Regions from separate parts of the Danio rerio genome. Here region 1 is linked to region 2. Evidence: chromatin contacts called from public HiChIP or PLAC-seq data. All regions are on one chromosome and are shown on one strand. Each heading gives the region's core, a stretch centred on a gene start, on an enhancer-like site or on the middle of the called end of the contact. The rest is flanking DNA. Distances are from core to core; before and after follow the strand shown.

Region 1 (5,969 bases), core at 21-2,520, 49 kb after region 2:
AATCAGGAAATATTTTAACAGTAAAATATAAAGGTAACAGTTGTAACATTAATACAAAATGTATAAATATTTTTTTAATATCCATTACATATTTATTTTGAAAATAATTAATTATTAATTACATGGATAATCTCTGAAGAAAATTATTTGGTTGCCAGCATTTTAATATTAAAAGAATAATGCTAATTAATAAATAAAAACTATATTTAATATTTCAATTTTCCACTGAAACCATCTAATAAATACAGTGCTGAAAATAACATGTAATAAAATAAATACAATAAATAATTCTAAATTTATTTAAGTTAATCTGGATCCCTACACAAATCTCTAAATAATTAAATAACTGTTTATGAATATATTAAGACCAAATATACTTTAATCATAGTTTCTATAATCCATGTATTTCCATGCAACCCCTATGACAAATGAATCTAAGCAAGCAATTACAGCATGTCTTGAAATATAAATTGCTAAAACATCCAGGATTTAATATTATTATTTTGTCTAACCAAGCAGGCAAGCCATTACTATTCAAGCCCATGCGTCTATAAACACAGCCTAAATGCACTGCTGTGTGTCTGAACGCCCAGGCTCCAGTTGTCATTGTAGGTCAGGAATTCGTGGCCTCACTGGGGGTGTGTCATGTTGTCTGGAGCTTCGCGTGCAATAATAAAGCATCAAGCAGAAGTGATCATGCAAGCGTGCAGTGATGAGGCAGAATAAAACGGGATCTCTCACCACACACAAGGCAGGCGAGAGACTGTCTGAAAAAGGGCAAGAGCTTATAGATTTCCGCCAAAGCCTGGGGGTCCCGGGGATCGCACTGCAGCACCGACCGACAAGCTGACACGTAGAGAGTGGTCGCATTCACCGGGTTCATCTCAGCAGTGTCGTGCTAGACGGATCCACTTCGGGGAGGAAAATAAAAGCGTGAAGGAGCGACGGTGAAAGCCCACGTATCATCAACGTCGCGTGCAATTCCGTCGACTGTGAAATGTCTGTTCATCGCATGCAATTAAAACCACTCCATCTTAACGCTTGCCCCTCTTCCACGGCACGAAATACGACCAAATCCTCGTCATCATCGTGTGATGAAACCACATCCACGGGGGTCAGGTTGAAAGCACAATTCAGAGATGCATTTGCACGATTTCTGTTTTTTTTTAATTCAACAACAACACGCTGGTGGCGCTCTTCGCCCCACTGGGCCTCCGATTACCACCAAATTCAAACAGAGAGCACAGATTGCCTCCTTGTGTGATATGGGATGAATGCAGTCCTTGTTTGCGGTGCTATTCCGCCTGTTTGTTTATTTATTAATCCCGATACGTGCTGAAGCTAGAATGATAGCAGCTACACGCAAACACCGTCACTCTGTTATTGTCCGCCGCGCTTCATGGCGCTGCAAAAACAATAATAAACGAAAACAGACCGCCTTTTGTGCTCCTTCCTTTTAAAAAAGACTTTAAGGTGCAAGATATTTACTATGCATCCATGCGAAGTGATTTCAAGTCGGGTGTGAGGAAAAAAGCGGTGTGAGTTGAGAGGCTGTTTGATGTCAGTGTGAGCTGCGCCTCAGAACAAAAACAGGCCGCTTCGCTTCTTTCCTGCATTCTCCCGCCGCTTTCCTGTCGTCTGCGTGCGTCGAGGGTGTTACGCGTGCGAATTTATCATCCACAAAACATTCGTTTGGAGAAGAAGCTGGGAAATTATATATCCAGTAGCGATATTGAAATGTATCTGTATTTGAAAAGGCTTCTCCCCTCCCTTCCTCTCCGCAGTAGAACAAGGAGGGGGAGCTGCTGTACACATCTCGCGAGAGCTGAAGCGCGGCAGCTGTGGGAGAGGAGGGTGGTAATCTCGCGATACATCAGCTTTGGAGGCTATAAGGAGAACACTCGCGAGAAGGGAACGCTAGCTGGTGTGGGCGACTGGTTCCCTTGGTTACATAAAGGTTGAGATGCGGGGCGTGGCGCGGGTGAAGATGAGGCGGAAGAAAAACAAACTAAAAAAAAAAAAAAAACTAGACATACAGAGACGTTATTCAAGAGATTCATTAACATGCTAAACAAAATACGGGCTATAAATGTAAAATACACCCACTAAAATGTAATTCTGTGTAAAATGTTTGAGTAACGAAAATCTTTATAAACTGTTTGATTATTAGGCTATATTTAACGCTATTTCTATAGATCATTTCAATGTGATCATGTCATCGGCCCATGAACATGTCCTGCTTGTTGTCAAACTATTTCATAACTAACAAGAGGCAATTCAATCATAACTTCGTGTTTAAACAGCGGTCATGGCATCATTTGTCAATATGTAGCTCCTTTTGGTTTATCGGAAGTTGTAGAAATTAAAGATGTAAAACGGGAAATACGCTGGGACCATTGTTTTTGTTTACTTCCCTCAAAATGGTCTATAGTTTATTCAGTGCATTTTCAACATAATACAACTATCCTTCAAACCACTTATTTATCATAAATATATCTGTGGAACATTTGTTCACCTTTTAAATCTTTCATTTTTTCCTCTGGATTTATTAGGGTTTGAATTAAAAGTGAATATTTGTTTTAATCCGTAGGGTCTGACAACACTTTCAAATTTTAATAAAATTTATTGTCATTTTTAAAAAAGTAAAAAATGTGTGCCGTGCACATTTTAATTTTAAGTTATTTCCATTTTCAATTTATATTTCTAGCTTCATTTTATTTTATTTTTATAAAAATTACAAGTATGGAAAATGTTGAAATGGTACAACCATTTGCATAAAGTAAAATATGCAACTGGAATCGTTTGACCCATATTCTTTCTCAGTTTTTTTTGTAACTGTATTAATGTTAATTTGTTGACATGACCTAATAATAAACAATACTTAATCAATAATAAAAAAAATATTATTTTAAAGGGGTATGACATACAAATTAACATTGTAAAATCGTCATACCTTTTTAAAATAATTAATTTTTGACACTGCCTGAAATCAAATCACATTCCAAATAACTTTTACTGTTTTTTTATAATTACAAATTACTTTTCCAGCCTTTGAATTGTTTTTGTAGCCTTCTCCTAACCTGTACATTTCTAAACTTCATCCCGAAAGTGTTGAAAAAGCACATTTGAAATCATTGGATTTGTCATTTTAACAGCGCCATCTAACGCGTACAGCAATTAATACATTTTGTTTTCTGCCCGATTTCTCAAGTGCATTATGGTTGCAGGTTTTTTTTTTTTAGATAATTTGAATTAAACCTTCACAATACATTAATATTATATACCAAATTGCGTCATTATTTAAAATAGAATTTATCCTAAAATAAATTATCAATATACTATATAACTATATAATTATTTATTATTCACAATTACTTATGTGTATGTATAATATATATATATATATATATATATATATATATATATATATATATATATATAAAATACTATACTATCTCTCTTTAGATTTCTTTCTCTCTGCTCAAACTATTCATGACATTTCTTCCAACTGTAAATTAATTTCATTTAGAGGGTTGTTTTTGCATTGAATAAACAAAATAGATGTTTTCACATGTTCATATTCTTAAATAACACAGTACCGACACTTTATCTTTAGAAAATTCAATTTCTAATAACCCTGATTTATAATTAGATTCATTAAATAATTTACCTTCGACTCAGTCCCTTTAATCATCAGGGGCCACCACAGCTGAATGAACTGCTTACTTATCCAGCATATGTTTTACACAGCGGATGTCCTTCCAGCTGCAACCCAGTACTGGGAAACATTCACACACATACACTACGGCCAGTTTAATTTATTCTATCCACCTATAGCATATGTCTTTCTACTGTGGGGGAAACAGGAGCAACCGGAGGGAACCCACATGAACACAGGGAGAACATGCAAACTCCACACAGAAATGCCAACTGATCAGGCCGGGACTCAAACTAGCAACCTTCTTGCTGTGAGGCCACAGTGCTAATCATTGAGCCACTGTGTCACCCAGTTATAATAAAAAAAAGCTCTAAATGTCTGACAACCTTGATTTAGTCACAATACAAGCAATATCATTTTAAGATTTTTTTAGCCATTTTTTCTGTGTGTGTGAGTGTGTGTGAGTATGTATATATGCACCAACACACACTCCCTGCTGGCAAAATTATGTTGGCTGAAAGCCCGTTTCCCAATAAGACCAATGTTTGTTGACACAGTTCTTACTGTTCCTTCCCTGTTTCTAAGATTTCTCCTTATTCCATGGAGATTGGAGGAGAATGTTATTTTTTTTTACTTAGATGTGCTTCACATAATGTCCCACATGGTCTAAGAATAACCAAAACAAACTTTGTTCATAGCAACAATTAAAGTGTATTAAAACAAGTATGAAGTTGAAAATACTCAACATTAATTTTAAATACTTTTATTTAAACATTTTTTTTAAAAAAAGCAAAGTTTGAACAGTGAAAAGGTTAAAATAAATGACAATCCCGCAGTTTGACTGGAGTCTTGAAACAGGAAAGCACCAGTCGAAACGCGGGTTCTGACATCACTCTTCAACACCACACAGGTCCAATCAAAAACCTGCTCCGTGGAGATTCGGATGGACATAAAAGCCCAATAAACCACCAAGAAATGTTCACAGCAATACAGTATTGTGTGAAAAGCTACAATGTTTCCACAAACGCACAGTAAAAAGGTAAATCACTGAGCAGACTCTAAACAAGAGGAGGTAAACTTCTTTAAAATCAGAACAAACGAGTTCTTCAACAAAATATCTGTATAAAACACATGACCAGTGTCTGAAGTATTGAATACTCCCCTGTACTTCCTCCTCAAATAACAGCTTTAGCTTTTTAAAAAAAAAAAAATGTGGGCTTAACTTTAATTCATCTGCTAAATCTGAGCAATCGAACAACCAAATGATTAATTTAAGGCCAATAGTACTTTTGGATGAACTTGAAATATGAATACTTTCTGACCAAAATCAGAACTTGAATTGGCGTTAACGCATGTAGAAATCAACAGCATCACACAAATGTCTGATTAAACCGCATCTGCTCTGAGAAATCAATAGATATGATATGTTAAAAAGAGAAACCGATTTGGTCAAGATGATGCTGAAATCGTATCGCCATTGAGGATTTTCCAGGCTCTCTATGGTCCATCTGAACTGAAGGAAATGCTGACTGACAGGAAAGCTCACAATGGGATCATGGGCTGATGACGAAAAGTAAGAGAGGAAAGTTCACATGCCTGCGTACAGTTGTGTGAAACTGCTATTTAAAAAGAACTAAATAAACATTTGAAGTGATTCTTGTTGGTTGCTGGTTGCGATCACCCGTCGAGTTCGAAATCTCTCCTAAAACATCTGCATTCCGAATCCCTGTTAGGAAAAGAGCAGATGATTAGCACTTCCTTCTTAAAGGGCACCTATTTTCAAGATTTAAGATAAATCGTTTGTGTCTCTAGAATGAGCCTGTAAAGTTTCAGCTCAAAATACCCATCAGATTATTTATTATTCCTTTTTTATTCTGGGAAATCTGAGTTGTTATAACATTTAGCTGTTTTTATTGCGAATGGGATAGTTCTCCCTGCCTACCATTCCCACATGCATGTCAGAGACATAGCCTTCACGTAGACAAACAGCACAGTGACAGACAAGAATGAAGCAGATCTCCCTAACTACAGTAAAAACTTTCCCAATGGTTATTTTATATACACTCCTGAACAAAATCTTGAGACCGCGGGAAACATTTCAGCTATTCACATTTTGCACTAGTAGATCATAATCCGATTTTAAGTACTGCTTTAAATACCCAAAGAAGACAGGTGAAAAAGCCAAAAAATAGAGAATAGGCAATTTATTCAAAAAAGAAAAAATTTAAACTCAAACAGGCTTAAATCAGCTGATCAAAAATTTAGCACTATAGGCCAAAAAACACGACAATAGAACAAAAACTGTCAAAAA
Region 2 (5,429 bases), core at 64-2,563:
CATTCACAAAAGCCAAATACAGATGAACTTTCCATAGATATAACTACATATGTCACAGCTTTAAGGGACTTCATTACCAGAATAAGTTAGTTAGGGTGATGCGGTGGCGTAATAGGTAGTGCTGTCGCCTCACAGCAACAAGGTCACTGGTTCAAGCCTCGGCTGGGTCAGTTGGCATTTCTGTTTGTAGTTTGCATGGTCTCCCTGTGTTCACGTGGGTTTCCTCCGGGTGCTCCGGGTTCCCCCACAGTCCAAATACATGCGCTATAGGTGAATTGGGTAAGCTAAACTGTCCAAAGTAAATGAGTGTGTGTAGATGATTTCTAGTGATAGGTTGCAGCTGGAAGGGCATCCACTGCATAAAAACATATGCTGGCGGTTCATTTCGCTGTGGCGACCCTAGATTAATAAAGGCACTTAGGTAAAACAATGAATGAATGAATGAATGAATAAGTTAGTTAACAAAATCTGTATAGGCTATAGGAGTTCGGGGGTATGTGGTATTTTGAAAGTCTGCATTTTGTATAAAGAATCTACTATTCAAAATGATGAAATTTACAAGGTTGTTAATATTTTTATCATTTTTTTCAAAATAGCAAATAATTTATATTTGCATTCAATGTAACCAACATTAATTTCAACAGAATACTCGACTAAGTAGAAAAAACATCTATCAAATATAAAAATCTGACATGGATGTGACGGTACTTCAGCAACTGACAGAACAAGGCAATTATTTCAAAATAAAAGTCTTTGTGTTTCAGTTTCAGTAGATCAGGGAGTTTTCAGTTATGCACCAACTTACAAATGTGATCAGTATCGTGAGAGGGACATTTATCTTAAAATATGAAAGAAATTTATACCATTTATTGTGTTAAAAAACACAATTATATGGTATAGTTATGGTATAAATGAACCTTGTTAATGTTTTTGAATCGATTTAATTTCTATTTAGCTACATTGTACATTTTCTACTCAGTACAGTATTTTACACAGTTAATTGGTTATTTAATTATCTGTATCTCTTTTGTAAAATCTAAATCTGGATAATTTATTTAAATTTATTCACGCCCACCCCCATTTTAATATTCTTCACTCACAAGTTTAACTGAGCTAAAAATATATAAAGTACAATAAAAACATTAACAGATAAAGTTATTTAAAAAATCCCAAACACAATAAATAACCTAAACTCAACAAGAGGACTTTTTATGTAAAATCTTTCACATAACCTCTATCTATTTTGTGCAATCAGGTGAAGTGTCATATGCACCCACTATATGAGCACTGTCATTTGTGCTAAAGTTCATTTTAATTCTCTTTTAGCATAACCAACAATGCGTCCCATTTTAATCGCGACGATTTTACTGTCGATTGCAGCGGCTTATTATATTTATATACCTCTTCCTACCACTATAACGGAGCCATGGAAACTCATGTACACAGATGCAATGATACGATCGTCTATGCAGTTGGTAAGCCTATAAACGCTATTAGCCTATACAACTGTAACGATGAGTTAGAGATAATGCTGTCTGTTTACTTCCTCTCAGAGTTTTTTGGCACACGACTTCGGGCTGACTTCACCTTTTGGCTTTTTGAAATATTTCTCCTCTCTTATGGATGTAAAAAGTAACCTGTCCTGTTCAAACGTCCGGATCACAGAAGCTTCTTTTGGAGGAGTGGAAGCGCTGGTGTTTGAGTCCACTGCACAGGAGAAGAGTCTGAAAAGAGGCGTGGTTTATTTACATGGAGGAGGATGGACAGTCGGAAGTGCAAGTAGGATATAGTTTATAATTTTAGATTGACGTGTTTATTATTTAATGTAATGTAAAGCAGTGTTTTTAGAATACAACTGAAGTTGTAAATATAAGAGATTTGCTCAGTAGAGCAGACGAGTTGTCTCGCTCCATCTAGTGGTTGAGAAAGGAAACGCTTCTTATATGTTCAAACGTTTCATGTCACTGTTGTTATTCTTTCTTTAAAGAAATGGAGGCGTATTATCTTCAGTGCATGGAGATGGCTAAACAGCTAGATGCAGTCGTGCTGTCTGTTGAGTAAGTCATTTTGTAAAATGTGCGTTAATAAATTCCATGAACAATCGTCATGAATGAAAATATACAGCCACAATCAGCAGATCAATATAAGAGATATTGAGAGGGAAAATAGAAGAGACAATAACTGTCGAATAAAAGACTAACAAAACAAAGAGTATGTCCATTACAATTGTATAAAAAGGTATGGAAATAAATCAAGAGTCAATAGACAACAGTTCTTCATACAGTACCAAAAACCTGAGACATTTTTTGTTGTTACACATTCGGACAGATTTGAGCAGTGTCAACTTCAATCAGAAAATGTCAAAAAGTAGAGATTGAAGCCACACATTTTTATGTATAAAAAAATCAGAAGACTGTTTGGTTTTACTGGAGCCATGGGTTATGTCAGTATCTCATCCCAATTTATTTGGGATTATTTGTTAAAATAACAAATCGTTTCATTTTAAAATATAAAGAAATTGAACACATAAAGAGCTTTTCAAGTGTAATATTTCTGTTAAAGTACAGTCAATGAGATTTCTGTAGAATTAAATCCTGAAAATTTCCTTGAAAACATTCTCTCTTTGAGGAAAGAAAATAAGGAAGCCTATTTCATGATTAAAAAATAAATAAAAAATGTAACACAGTATTTCAAGGACTAAAAAGGTAATAAATATATTTAAAAGTCTTCATCTTGCAATCAAAATAATGAATATATTAGCTGAAAGTTTATAGATGCGTTATCTCGACACATCATCAGTCGGAGAGCAGAGCATAAAAGCCACTGTACCTAACAAATAATTTCATAATTTGCTGATTAATGTTGATGAAAATGATCAATAATTGTCTTGTTTTTGGTCCGTAATAATCAGTCTGAAAACCAACAACATTTAGACTACTTAAGTCTGCCAAAGGTTATAACAGTTCAAGCAGAGTAGAGCCTATTAATTTAAGCTTGTCAAAATATTACACCAATTTCCCTCTTACTGAGTCCTTCTTTAAATGATTTAACGGCTTACACACTTTTTTCTGTGGTTTAGGTTGCATAAACAGCCAGAACAACATATTTAGTAGTAAAAAACCATGTAACCTATATGCTGTTGTTGACATCTTGAGTATCTCCATAATGGCCGCATATATGTTAACTGACCAAACCATGACATTGGTCCTAAGTGAAAACACTCTGTAGACTTACAATTTTGATTTCATCTATTACGATTCTAAGTTTACATCTTGCAGTTATAATTAATATCATCTGCTTAAATTGCCAGATTATGTGTTTTGTTTTAATATGTTCAGGTACAGACTTGCCCCGGATGGACGTTTCCCAGATCAGTATAATGATGTTTTTCAGGCCGCAAAACACATCCTGACAGCCGAGGTGTTAAGTCGCTACTCTATAGACCCCAAACGTGTGGCAGTGTCAGGTGACAGCGCTGGTGGAAACCTTGCCGCTGCTGTGGCGCAACAGGTGTGAGAAATATCAGCATCAAATTGCAAATAAATATCAACTTTAATATATGATTACAAGAATAGTTCGCTCAAAAATGAACATTTGTTTTCAGGCAATCCTAGATATAGTATGTCAGGTGAACATGGCCCAATCCCAATTGCACAAGGGGATGGTGGAGGGGTAGGATTATGGGTAGGGGTATAAAATAGAATTGATATTGTGACTTTGAGAGCCAAAAAAATATTTATAGGCAAAACAAATTTAACAAATATGACTCTTAACAATACATTGTGCATGGCCCAGTCTCAGTTCCACGCCTAAGCCCTTACCCCCACCACTCAGTTTGCACAATTAACTTGAAGGGGTAGGGTGTCTCAATTCTTTGGGAAATATTTCTATCCCAGCCCCTTTACACTCTCTTTTAAGGGTGACGGGGATGGCAGAGGGGTAGGCTTATGGGTAGGGGTATAAAATGAACTTGCTATTTGGACTTTGAGAGCCAAAAACATTTATAGGCAAAACAGATTTAACATATATGGCTCTTGAGAATACATTGAGCATGGCACAGTCTCAATTCCACACCTAAGCCCTCACCCCTACCGCTTAGTTTGCACAATTTAACTTAAGGGGTAGGGGTGTCCCATTTATTTTGGAAATATTTATATCCCTACGCCTTTACACTCTATTTTAAGGGTGAAGGGGATGGCAGAGGGGTAGGCGTTTAAATAGAATTGTATTGGGACTTTGAGAGCCACAAAATTTATATACAGGCAAAACAAAATTAACATTTATGACTCTCGACAATACATTGAGCATGGCCCAATCCCAATTCCACACCTTAGCTCTCACCCCTATACTTGAGTTTGCACAATTAACTTGAAGGGGTGGGATGCTTCAATTCTTTGGAAAATCTTTATATCCCTACCCCTTTACACTCTATTTTAAGGGTGACGGGGATGGCAGAGGGGTAGGCTTATGGGTAGGGGTATAAAATAGAATTGGTATTGGGACTTTGAGAGCCTGAAACATGTATAGGCAAAACAGATTTAACATGACTCTTGACAATACACTGAGCATGACCCAGTCTCAATTCCACACCTAAGCCCTTACCCCTACCACTTAGTTTGCACAATTTACTTCAAGAGGTAAAACTAGGCAAAACAGATTTAACATACAGTATATGCCAAATACATATGAAACAATCAGTCTGTGCAAGAAACTTTACAACATTATTACCTCAAAAGTTCTTGTTGGCATATTTGAGAATTCATTTATTTGTCTTTTTGCTCACAGATGGCTGTGGACAGCAGCGTCCCTATTAAATTCAAACTTCAGGCTCTGATTTACCCTGTGCTTCAGGGTCTAGACTTCAACACACCGTCATACCAGCAGAACGCCTTCACACCTATTCTATATAGACCCCTCATGGCCCGCTTTTGGCTGGAGTACCTAAACGGTGAACAGATTCTTCTTCCCACTATGCTAGCAAACATCCAATCAGCTCAGGATCAAGGCCCAAAGATAGAAGCTGCCAGGGCTAAGATCGACTGGACTCGGCTTCTTCCGGTAGCCTTTCAGAAGAGCTATAAACCTGTGTCTCCTCTTCACGGAGACCCGAAGCTGCTGGAGAAGCTCCCAGGCCTGCTGGACGTGAGAGCGGCTCCTTTACTGGCCGAAAGTGAAGTGCTGAAGGCCGTTCCTCCTGCTTATATCATGACCTGCGAACATGATGTGCTGAGAGATGATGGGCTGATGTACGCCACACGACTGCAGCAGGCCGGAGTTCACGTCACTCTCGACCACTATGAAGATGGTTTTCATGGCTGCCTCAGTTTTGGTTTCGGACCCTTAAGTTTTGAGGTCGGAAGGCGAAGCTTTGGGAACTACATTCAATGGCTGAAGGACAACCTCTGAATTTGATTCAGAGTAAATGTCTT

What was found. HiChIP or PLAC-seq counts read pairs in DNA pulled down with a chosen protein or histone mark.
Region 1: an H3K4me3 HiChIP or PLAC-seq map of gastrula embryo shows a contact between it and region 2, with 2.8 times the contacts expected there. The contact joins the promoter of msl2b here to the promoter of nceh1b.1 in region 2. A contact is called at or near these places in 2 of 18 Hi-C or Micro-C datasets (caudal fin and hematopoietic stem cells) and 3 of 4 datasets of contacts at active chromatin or transcription factors (caudal fin, embryo and gastrula embryo).

Annotation. Positions count from the first base shown.
Region 1 is chr24:31,009,063-31,015,031 of GRCz12tu, forward strand. It overlaps msl2b (MSL complex subunit 2b), which reads right to left and starts at 1,271. Exons shown (of 2, transcript NM_001163313.1): 1 at 742-1,271. The coding sequence starts at 883. stag1b (STAG1 cohesin complex component b) reads right to left here. Exons shown (of 34, transcript XM_687028.10): 34 at 4,406-5,384. The coding sequence ends at 5,361.
Region 2 is chr24:30,959,837-30,965,265 of GRCz12tu, forward strand. It overlaps nceh1b.1 (neutral cholesterol ester hydrolase 1b, tandem duplicate 1), which reads left to right and starts at 1,314. Exons shown (of 5, transcript NM_001077761.1): 1 at 1,314-1,475; 2 at 1,554-1,779; 3 at 1,988-2,057; 4 at 3,339-3,510; 5 at 4,786-5,429. The coding sequence starts at 1,338. The coding sequence ends at 5,406.